Regions from separate parts of the Sus scrofa genome. Here region 2 is linked to region 1. The links are chromatin contacts, called in public Hi-C maps. All regions are on one chromosome and are shown on one strand. The core of a region is the stretch at or near the end of the contact, and the rest is flanking DNA. Distances in the headings are between cores, read along the strand shown.

Region 1 (5,783 bases), core at 2,117-4,616:
ATCAATGAATCCGAACCTATTGTCATCTATGACAAAGAGTACCTGGGACAGGTCTCCACCCTCATCAACAACACGGACAAATGGTAAGGGCACCCGGGGGCCTGGACAGGGTCACACAGGCCCCTTCTCCTCAGCTAGGATGGGGACACCCTGACTCAGAAAATCTGCCTTGGGCTGGCTTTTACGAGAGGCAGCAGGGCCCCCAGCTCCTCTGCCCGCCAACTTTAGCCTTGAGCATGTTTCTTTCTCTTGGGGGGTTCATTTTCCTCATCCGTAAAATGAGGGTACAAATAATACCCACCAGGTGGGGTGGTTGTGAGCATGGAGCAAAGTATCCATGTGACATGTTTTTTTAATTTATTTTTTTTGTTAAAGTATAGTTGTCTTGCAATGTTTGCCAATTCTGCTGTACAGCAAAGTGACCCAGTCATATTATTCTTCTTTTTTTTTTTTTCTTTTTTTTTAAGGGACACACCCACAGTATATGGAGATTCCCAAGCTAGGGGTGGAATCGTACCTGTAGCTGCCGGCCGGTGCCACAGCCACAGCAATGCCAGATCCTTAACCCACTGAGCGGGGCCATGGATCAAACCCACATCCTCACGGATACTAGTCGGGTCCGTTACCACTGAGCCACAAGAGGAACTCCTATATAGTCTTTTTCTTACATTATCTTCCATCATGGTCTATCCCAAGAGACTGGATATAGCTCCCTGCGCTATGCAGCAGGACCTCATTGCTTATCCACTCTAAGTGGAATAATTCGTGTCTACTAACCCCAGTCTCCCAGTTCATCGCACTCCCCCCCTCCCCCTCAGCAACCACAAGCCTATTCTCCTTGTCTGTGGGTCTGTTTCTGTTTTTTAGATAAGTTCATTTGTGCCATATTTTAGATTCCACATATAAGTGATATCATATGGTATTTGTCTTGTTCTGACTTACTTCACTTAGTATGAGAATCTCTAGTTGCACCATATGAAGTATTTTAACAGTGCCTGACACTGAATGGGACTCAGTGAATGTTAATATTTTTAGTTAATATTTATGATTTTTTTAATTCTAAAGATTTATTATAGAAAATTTTTTCAGAGCCACACCCACCGCATATGGAGGTTCCCAGGCTAGGGGTCCAATCGAGCTGTTGCTGGCAGCCTACACCACAGCCGCAACAATGCCAGATCCAAGCCGCATCTGTGATCTACACCACAGCTCACGGCAACGCCGGATCCTTAACCCACCGATCAAGGCCAGGGATCGAACCTGAAACCTCATGGTTCCTAGTTGAATTCATTTCCACTACGTTGCCACAACGGGAACTCCTAGAAAATTTTTTAAGTTACAGGAAAAAAATTAAAATTACCCAAAACACTCATGTTGATCTGAAGGGATACGTGTGTGTATGTTTGTGGAGAGAAGCATGTATGTGAGAGAGACGGATTTTCTAATACATGGTTCCTTTTTTCCCCATTGTTGTGACCACATGAGTCTGCTTTTCCCTTGACCTTCCCTTGATCATGGGGAAGATGATCATAAGCATCTTCCCCATGTCATCCCAGACCCTCTGCAGGTCTCAGTTTTCATGGCTACATAGTATTCCATCAAGTATATATATGATCATTTACGCACCATTTTCCGGTTATCAAACATTTATGTTGGTTCCAGTTTGAGGCTGGATGTTCACTGTAGTGAATATTCTATCTCTGTGTGCAAAGGTGACAACCATTAGAGGTGGTCTGAGCCCCAGGGGTGGGGTAGTGAAAGTCCTCATTCATGGAGGCCTTGGCCTGGCTGGCCAGAGCTTCCTTTCCTGCCCTTCTGACTCTTAGGCCCCCTTTCCCATCTCTGGCCTTCCCGCCAGGACATCTCCAAGCTTTGGAAATGGCTACTCCTTCTCTGCTCCAGGTCACTGGCACACACCATCCAGGGTGCGGTTTCACAAGCGCCCCCTTGAGGTCAGTGGGGGAAATGCTGTGCTGTGTCCAGCCTGGGGCATGTCTGAGCCTGTCTATCCTCTTGCCCCAGCCTGCTGAACAACTACATGATCTGGAACCTGGTGCGGAAGACAAGCTCCTTCCTGGATCAGCGCTTTCAGGATGCCGATGAGAAGTTCATGGAGGTCATGTATGGAACCAAGAAGGTGAGCCTGCTGCCCTGCGTTCCCCACAAATGCTGAGCACCTGCCAGGCCCCGGAACTCGCCCGGGAGGTAGATGCCAGGCGGAGAAAGAAGGAGGCCACAGACATTGTCTGCCCTGGTGTCCCTGCGTGCACCGGCGGGGAGCTGCACCAGCAGGGAGTGGGCAGAAGCTTCCAGAGAGGTGATTACACTCAAAGTGTAAAGAAGACTCTCAGAGATTTAGCTAATTTACAGCAAAAGGTGGCTTCTGCTCTCTCCCTTCCCACTCCTCTATAGTGACAACAAGGCTTTCCTTGTATAACTCACGTGACTGTCACATTCCGGCCAGGTGGGTACAATCATCAGCCCCGTTTTACAAAGGGGGCCCCCCAATAATACTACTTCTCCATAAACATAAAACCCTTGGAGCAGCCCCAGACTCATGGGAAGTATGACCCTAGTATCCTGATGTTATTATTAGCCTCCCAGGCCCCAAAGCAGGTGGTCTCCTCTGCCCTTAAATGCCCCTGCCCGCCAGCTACTTACCCTTCCTCCCAAGGAAGTGGAGGTCAGCGTGTCATTGCCACAGCCAACTAGTGTGTGTCCATTGACCCCCCTGGCCACCTTGTGCCAGGCTCCAAGCCAGTGTGGAAACACCAAGACGCGTATGTGGGATCTACGCCCCAGGACCCCACGTCTGCTGAGGGAGCTGATGGAGAGCGGTCAGTGCTCATCTCTGCTGATGGGGTACCCCAAGCTGGGGCCCCAGGGGACAGCCAAGAGGTGCCGGAACCACAGAGCAGTAGAGGCTAGAGTGCCACGCCCACCTGGCACACCCTGCCCCCACCCAGGACAGCGGCTGGCAAGACCCCAGAGGGCGAGCAGAGCTGGCCCTGGCTGGACTCTGCCCCTGAAGCCCCTCCCAGAGTCCAGCAGAGTGGGCGGAGTCAGATAAGGACTGGCAGAGACTGGCAGGATTCGGGCCCCTGCTCTGGCCCTGGAGTTCGTCCTGGGGAAAGTTCTCTTTTGTTCCTCTGCAGATCCACCCACCTCTGGCAGGAAGGGGACTGAGGGAGAGGGTGGCTTGGAGCAAGCCCACCTTCTGACAAGAGGGGATTCTGATGGCACCTCAGGGCCTTGGCCGTGACGGCCACCCTGGCCCTGCAGAAAAGGGCACGGGCCAGAGTTCGCTGCCCTGCCCACCCTACTCCTCCACCTGTTCCGACTTTGGACCAGACCTGGGTGAGCGCCTGGGTCACAGACGTGACAGGGCATGGACTCTGTCCCCTGAGCACTTGGTCTTCCAGGGGACCTTATCCAGGAGGGGTCTGACCAGGACCGGGGATGGTAGACACGGCTCCACACTCACGGCTCTGCATGTGGAGCACATGCCTCCCTCATCGCTTACCCCCTCCCGGGGTTACAGAGGAGGAGGCTGAGGCTCAGGGAGGTGAAGGGATTCTCCTAGTCACCCGGCAGGGAAGCAGCCGAGCCCCAGATCAAACCCAGGTCTGGATGACTACAACTTTTGGCTGCTTGCTATTCATAATAACAATAAATAAATAAAATATGTCGCTAGTGGATGTTTGCCTCTTGCAGGCATGAGCTCACCAAGTTTATCTGTTAGAAACAGTCTTCATTCTCCCAGTTTACAGATGAGGAAACTGAGGCTCCGCGAGGGGAAGGGACTTGTTCAGAGTCTCATAGTTTGCAAAGTGAGCTCTCAAATCCGGCACGTCTGAATCTCCAGCCCAAATCCCTAAGCTCTGCACCACTCAGCCTCTGCCCTGCAGGAACCAGTAGTTAAAACAGAGCTTCCAGGTGGTTGCCAGGGGCTGCAGGTGGGGAGCAGGGAGTTATTGAGTGGGTACAGAGTTTCAGATCTGCAAGGTGAAAAGTTTTGGAGATTTGGAGTTCCTGTTGTGTGTGGCTCAGCAGGTTAAGAAGCCGACTAGTGGGAGTTCCTGTCTTGGTGCAGTGGAAACAAATCTGACTAGGAATCATGAGGTTGCGGGTTCGATCCCTGGCCTCGCTCAGTGGGTTAAGGATCTGGCGTTGCTGTGAGCTGTGGTGTAGGTTACAGACACAGCTCGGACCTGATGTTGCTGTGGCTGTGGCATAGACCAGCGGTTACAGCTCCAATTCAACCCCTAGCCTTGGAACCTCCATATGCCATGGGTGTGACCCTAAAAAGCCAAAAAAAAAAAAGAACCCAACTAGTATCCATGAGGATGCAGGTTCAATCTCTGGCTCTGCTCAGTGGGTTAAGGATGTAGTGTTGCCACAAGCTTCAGCGTAAGTCAGTGACGCAGCTCAGATCTAGCATTGGTGTAGGCTGGCAGCTGCAGCTCCAATTTGACCCCTAGCCTGGGAACTTGCATATGCTGCAGGTGTGGCCCTTAAAAAGAAAAAAAAAGGAAAGAAAAGAACTTGGGCAACTGAACTTAGAGAAGGCTGGAGTGCCTTTTTCTTCCTTCTTACCTTTAAGGAAATTTTTAACTCGTGTATAATTTACATACAATAAAGTGTGTATATTAAGTCCGCAGTTCAGTGAGTCTGGACAAACGAAATCACCCATGTAACCACCAATCCAGTCAAAACAGAAAACATGTCCATCACCCATTTGCCCAGTGTGTTCTTCGCAGGAAATTCCCTTGCACCCCTTTCTCATCTGTCCTCCTGACCCAGCACCCCTTGATGTGGGCGTAAGTGGGACTACAAACTGTGTGGGCTGCTTTTGCTCAGCATAAAACATAAAACGGCTGTGAAATTCATCCGTGTTGTGTGCCCCAGCAATTCCTACCCTTTTGGTGCCAAGTCATGTGCTGTGGTCTAAGAATTCCACATCTTGTGCCTGGGGGTGGGCGTTTGGGTTGTTTCCAGTTGAGGGCTCTTACGAAGCAGACTGCCCTGAGCCTGGGTGCTTTTACCACCTATGCTTCCGGCTTCAGTGGACTTGGCTTCCTCTGCAGCGCGGGGGTTTATGTGAGCAAGGCCACCACTTGTAATGGGAGGCACCATCCACGGAGGCTCCCCAGGGCAGGGGAATGGGGCGGGAGAGGGGCTGACCCTAGCCCGGGTGCTCCTCCCCAAGTCTGGCTCCACGAGGCCACAGCCCCAGGGGCACCTGTCTCCTGCCACAGAGGCGTCCCGTGGGCTGGTGCGCTTGTGGGCAAGATGAAGGTGGGATGAACGCATCAAAGTCCTGCAAGGTCACTGTGGCGGTTCTTTCTCCAAGAGGCTTTCAGTGGGGTTGCAGTCCTCCTGGGGAGGTTTTCTGTGGCTCATGGGTAGGCAAGGTAACCTCCCGAGGTTCCTCGCCTCTGGAGGCAGGACGAGGCAGGGGCAGGGCCTGGGATCAGGCACAGTCGTCCCGGTGGCTCTGGGACCCTGGACAGCGGCTTCCCCGGCAGAGTTTCCTCCTGGGCCTCCCCTGCAGACTGCGCCAAGGGCCCTGTAGGGTACCACTGCCCACTGTGAAGCACCGTGCAGGAAAGAGCCGATGGCACAGTTCCTGGCCTCTTGGTCCAGTGCCTAAAATAACTTCCACTGGGTCAGAAAAGGTCTCCCTCAAGTGCTGGACGGAAGCTCGGGCCCCGCTGGTGCTGCCTCCCAGACAGGTGGTGGTTGGGAAGAAGGACGGGAGCCAAGGAACCCCTCCGGCTTGT
Region 2 (5,783 bases), core at 1,838-4,337, 76 kb before region 1:
GAGGGATCCTGCAGGCCCTGACCCAGGACCGGGGAAGAACATCACAGACGATCAAGTCACCACCAGGCAATGGGCAGGGGTGGCCGCACAGCTGAGTCCCAGGCTGCTGGAAGTAGTTCCCTGTACCCCCATGACCTAGAGGAGCTGGGCTCCAGGAAGCCTCCCTAGAATGAAGGGTGGCAGTGAAGATACAGATAAGGTGCCGGCAGGGACGTGGGTGAGTGTGGAGGTGAGGGGCTTAGGCTCTGTGGAGTTCCCATCATGGCTCAGCAATAACAAACCTGACTAGTATCCACAAGGATGTGGGTTCGATCCCTGACCTCGCTCACTGGGTTAAGGATCTGGCATTGCCGGGAGCTGTGGTATAGGTCGCAGAGGTGGCTCAGCTTCGGCGTTGCTGTGGCTGTGGTATAGGCCAGCAGCTGCAGCTCTGATTCCATCCCTAGCCTGGGAACTTTCATATGCCACGGGTGCAGCCCTAAAAAGCAAAAAAAGCAAAACAAAAAAAAGTGCAGTTTCTGGGAGTTCTCACGTGGCGCAGCAGGGTAAGGATCTGGCATTGTCACTGCAGTAGCTTGGGTCACTGCCATGGCACAGGTTCAGTCCCTGGCCTGCAAATTTCCACGTGCTGTGGTCACAGCCAGGAAAAGGCGGGGGGGGGGGGGACTACAGGCTCTGGGTCAAGCACACACTTCCTCCACCTCGCAAGGGCTGTGCAACCTCATATAAGTGACTTGACCTCTCTGGGTCTCAGCTCTCCACCTGTGAAACAGGACAATGATGCACCTCAACTCCTAGGGTTGCTTTGTGGAGGCGTTGAAATGATGTGTGGAACACAATTTTGGCCAGGAATTTCCTATTATTTATTTTTAAGAAGTCCTCTCAAGGGCCCACCAGCTGCTTAGCCAAACCCTTCAATTACCCACAAAAAGTTTCAAAAACCTTATTTTTCAAGTACCTTCCATGAACCAGGCACTATGCTTTGTGCCTATATTATGTGACCCCGTTTAATCATCACTGTCACCTGTTGCCCCCATTTTTTAATAATGATTTTTATTTTTTCCATTATATTCTTTTCTTCTCACATTATCATGCTCCATCATAAGTGACTAGACGTAGTTCCCAGTGCTATACCGCAGGATTTCATTGCTTATCCATTCCAAAGGCAATAATTTGCATCTATTAACCCCAAATTCCCAGTCCGTCCCGCTCCCGCCCCCTCCCTCTTGTTGTTTGTTGCCCCCATTTTGTAGATGAGGAAACTGAGGCTCTGAGAAGTTGGGCCACCTGTCCAAGCCCACACGACCCTTGTCTACTGGAGCCCGGCCCTCGCTCGCTTTGTCCCTGTGCTGGAGATGGTCCTGGACTGGGTTAGGGTATCTTGCCAGGTATCAGCGGATGCAGCAAACCCCTAACATAATCTGTGGGAAGAATCTATAAACAGAGCATCCGGATTGGGGTGGAGGCGCCTGTGGAGTAAAGCCTGGGAGGCGAGCAGTCTGCGGGGAGATGGAGGCAGGAGCCTGTGACTGCCTGTGTTTATTCAGCCTGTCCCAGGCAGGCGGGGGGCCCTGGCTGGCCAGTGTAAACATCCGGACTGCTTGTCTGCCTGCTGGAGGGCTGAGGCAGCCGGGGAACAGCACTCAGAGCCTCCTGGTCCAGCTTGGTGCTGGGGCGCCCTGTGGACAGACTGGATGGCATTTACTGAGCACCTAGTATGGGCCATGTCTTTTAAACTCATCTTAGCACAGCTGTACCACAGCTCTTTTGTCACCTTTCTGATGAGGAAACAGAGCCCTGGGAATGGTACAGTCCTAGCTGTCAAAAGCCCACATGTTTGGTTTGCTGAGAGGATGAGTTTGTGACAGCGCCACTTGGACGCTATTGCTTTATCAGCCTCTGCCTCCGCCGATGCCATTCTTCCCACGCAAACTCTCTTGGGACCCCAGTTTGCTTTCTCTCCCACTGGGGTGCCCCCACCTGGTAGCTGCAGTTCTCGCTATAAATTACCTCCTCTGGTTTAGTATTTTTCAGCCCATCCCCATGTGCGGGACTGGCCGGGCTGAGGAAGGCTAGCCCAGGGGGTTTGCCTCTTTCTCACGGGGAAGGGGATTTGCTGGCTCTGCTTCTGCAGCCTTGTGGAGTGGGTCTGACAGGTTGATAAGACCTTAGGAGAGCTCCCGTCGTGGTTCAACGGGTTAAGAACCCAACACAGTGTCCGCGAGGATGCAGGTTTGATCCCTGGCCTCACTCGGTGACTTAAGGATCCGGCATTGCCACAAGCTGCGGCATAGGTCACAGATGAGGCTCAGATCCAGCAGCATTGCTATGGCTGTGGTGTAGCCCGGCAGCTGCAGCTCAGATGGACCCCTAGCCGGGGAACTTCCATATGCCGTGAGTGTGGCCGTAAAAATGAACAAACAACAACAACAAAAAAGACAGGTGGAGAAACAGAAGCCCAGAGAGGAGGGATGTCTGCCCCAAAGCCTAACAGTGAGGGGCCAAGGCAGACTGGCACCCAGGTCTCCAGGGAGGACACCCCTAGTCCTTTGTTAATGAGGGTGGGGCAGGGTTAGAAAAGGGCAGGGATGAAATAAGGAGGTTCCCCAGATGCGTCATGATCTGAAATCAAATTTCACAGCCACCCCCACTCCCTTCTTCTGCCCTCTCCAAACTGTGCCCCAGAAATGCCCTTGGGCTCTAGGAAACTCTGACAAATTCTTGTGCTTATGCCAGCGAGGTGGTTTCATTTAGTTCAAGTGGCCGAGAGCCCAGGCAGAGCCCCCCGTTCCCCACCACCTGCCACTTCCTGCCCCGGGTCTCGTCTGCTCCATCCTCATGCGTTTCCCTCCGCCCACGTTCAGTTTGGAGTCCAGCAGAGCTGCCACTTGGGTTCTGCCAAAGCCGGGAGGAATGGTCTCATTACAACAGCATCCAGTGCTTGGGCACCCAGAGTGAGCCATGCGATGCCCTGGGGCGGACTGTGAGGGGCGGGCCCCGCTGCAGGTGTTCTCCCCCACCACTCACAGAGGGAGTGGTGGTGGCCCCAGCTGGAGCTTGAGAACATCAAGGTCATACCTGGAGCCTGGATGTGAACCAAGACAGACGCCCAGGCTCCACATTCTTGGTCACACCTGTTAGAGCCGGGGACCTGCGAAAGTCGCTCCAGAGGATTTAACCACAGGGTGGTTAAGATAAGACTCTGCCTTGAGAATGAGGAGCAGGGTCTCAGGAGAGCCGAGGAGAATTGGGCCGGGAGGAGGCTCAGCTTTCCTGCCCAACGCACAGCAAGGAAGGGTACCGGGAAGGCCAGAGACAGAGTGAGATGGGGTGGGGACAGTGGAGGGAGTCCTGTCAGCCCGGGCCCAGGACTTTCTTTATGTATCCTGCTCAAGGGACGACGATTGCTCAATCCCCGGAGCCCCATTTGCGTCATCAGTTAAGAATCACTGAAGGCCGGCCTGACCTTGGGACCAGTAAACCCTTTTCTCCCTTAATCAGAGGCCTGTGGACTGGCTCCCCTCCTCTGAGAGGCTTTTCCCAACAGCAGTAGGAAGAATAGCAGCTACTGTGCACTGGGCACCTCCAACAGTGCTCCCGGCCCTACTGTGCACCAGGCCCCACTGTGTGCCATCCAACACCCCCCTCCCACTGTGCACCGGCCCTTTGCAAACACAACCTCGTTTGACTCTCAGAAGAGTCATGGGAGCAAGCGGATCCCCACTTCACAGAGGAGAAAACTGAGCTCACACAGGAGCAAAGCACGATTCTGGCTTTCCATCCAAACAAGTCTGCCTCCAAAGCCATGCCTTTTTTGGCATGGGGTGAAATATTTCAGACATATAAAAAGCATAGAGTTCAGCAAAAACAAACACTGGCGAACCAGCCACCCATCCTAAGAACTGAAGCATTCCACATGCTGTTGAATGCCCCATGCGGGTCCCTCCCCAATCCCATTCCCTACCGCCCCGCTTCCAGAAGAATCTGCTTTCTTTTTCTTTTCTTTTTTAAGCATTTAAGTTATTTATTAAAATGAGGAAATATTTTAAAATGGGTGTATATACGGACCATTTGAGAAACGACCTCTTAAAGGACCACCTGGATACTTTTACTAGTTTCTGCCTCCCTAAGTGACGTGTGCTGTTGCTCATGTGTTTTAAAATGTAAATAATCAGTACAATGCTATGCGTTTACTTCTGCAGCTTTTCTCCCTTCCTGTCGTGTTTGAGCTGAGTCCAGGTCATTGGCGGTGCCGTGTCATGCGCTTGGTCACATGGGTCGACTGCAGGGATGCAGGCTGCCAGAGACAGCTGTTCAGGTTGTGTCTCCTTCCCTGTTTCTTTCTTTTTAGGGCCACACCCACGGCCTATGGAAGTTCCCAGGCTAGAGGTGGAATAGGAGCTGTAGCTGCCAGCCTACACCACAGCCATAGCAACACCAGATCCTCAACCCAGTGAGCGGGGCCAGGGATTGAACCCGCATCCTCATGGATACTAGTCAGGTTCATTACCACTGAGCCACAAGGGGAACTCCTCATTCAGTATTTCGAAGATGCTGAGGGGCTTCCCAGGCCGTGTCTCCTGGAGACCATGGGAGAGTTTCCAAGGTGTATATATGTTATTTATATAAAGTAAGGGGTCAGGTAAGCGCACTGTATCAGAGGACTCTTTGCTGAGAGGATTGATCAGTAATGGAGAGGGGGTTTCTGCTCTAAGAGTTAAAGACCCTTGGAGTTCCCGTCGTTGCGCAGTGGTTAACGAATCCGACTAGGAAACATGAGGTTGCGGGTTCGGTCCCTGCCCTTGCTCAGTGGGTTAACGATCCGGCGTTGCCGTGGGCTGTGGTGTGGGTTGCAGACACGGCTCGGATCCAGCGTTGCTGTGGCTCTGGCGTAGGCCAGTGGCTGCAGCTCCGATTCAACCCCTAGCCTGGGAAACTCCATATGCCGTGGGAGCGGCCCAAGAAATAGCAAAAAAAGACAAAAAAAAAAAAAAAAAAAAAAAGAGTTAAAGACCCTTAATGATAGGCGTTCCTATCTTGTTTGCCGCTGTGAACAGCACCTGGCACAGTGTCTGGCACATAGTGGGTGCCTAATCCACATCTGTTGACAGGGTAGGTGGGCGTGTGCCTGGCCCTGCGTAAGGCCCTTGACATTCATGGTCTTAACTGACCTGCTGTGAGGAAGAATTCTTCCCCTTCACCAATGAGCTGACTGAGACTTCAGGGAGGTTAAGTCATGATCCCAAAGCCCCACAGCCAAGTAGCCAAGACAGTCAACTCCAGAGCTGGCTCTCTTTCCTAAGGCCAGCATCCCCTGAAATTGTCCGTGTAGCCAGCAAGCAGCTTCACAGAGGTCAAGAGCTGCTTCTAAAGCCTGGTTGCCTGGATACAAATGCTTAGGATTTTCAAGGTGGTCCAGAGGCTGGTAGAGCAAGGCCAGCTGGTGGGTCCCCTTTGGCCTAGAATGCCACCAGGGGGGTCTGGGTGAGTGACATCTTACCTCTGGGGCTGATCTATGGGGAAACTACGAAGGTTGGAACCATGCTAGGCTCAGGATTCCGATGCTGTCAGTGGGAAAGACTCATCATGGGGGAGCCAGCCTGACCCCACCGAAGAATCATTTGCATGGGATTCAAATTCCAGGTCTGCCACTTATTAGCTGTGTGACTTTAGGTAAGTCGCTCAGCCTCTCTGAGCCTGTCATCTCCTTCTGTTAAAGTGGGATATTGACTCTCTTGCAGAGTTATTGATAGATTTAGAATTGAACCATCTTTGCACAGTAC

Evidence for each region. A called contact is a pair of places that touch in the nucleus more often than the background predicts.
Region 2: a Hi-C map of liver shows a contact between it and region 1, with 2.6 times the contacts expected there. The contact joins two enhancer-like sites. A contact is called at or near these places in 5 of 47 Hi-C or Micro-C datasets (blood, embryonic fibroblasts, epiblast stem cells and 1 more).

What each region holds. Positions count from the first base shown.
Region 1 is chr6:79,422,239-79,428,021 of Sscrofa11.1, reverse strand. ECE1 (endothelin-converting enzyme 1) reads left to right here. Exons shown (of 20, transcript XM_021097679.1): 10 at 1-83; 11 at 2,023-2,137. Among named protein-coding and RNA genes, the nearest start is that of ECE1, 41 kb to the left of the region's middle. Within about 2 kb of position 3,366, at least 10 of the 83 cell types and tissues checked have an H3K27ac peak or open chromatin away from gene starts, as enhancers often do. A contact at or near this core is called in liver, where this site is marked.
Region 2 is chr6:79,498,090-79,503,872 of Sscrofa11.1, reverse strand. No RefSeq gene overlaps it. Among named protein-coding and RNA genes, the nearest start is that of ECE1, 35 kb to the right of the region's middle. Within about 2 kb of position 3,087, at least 30 of the 83 cell types and tissues checked have an H3K27ac peak or open chromatin away from gene starts, as enhancers often do. A contact at or near this core is called in liver, where this site is marked.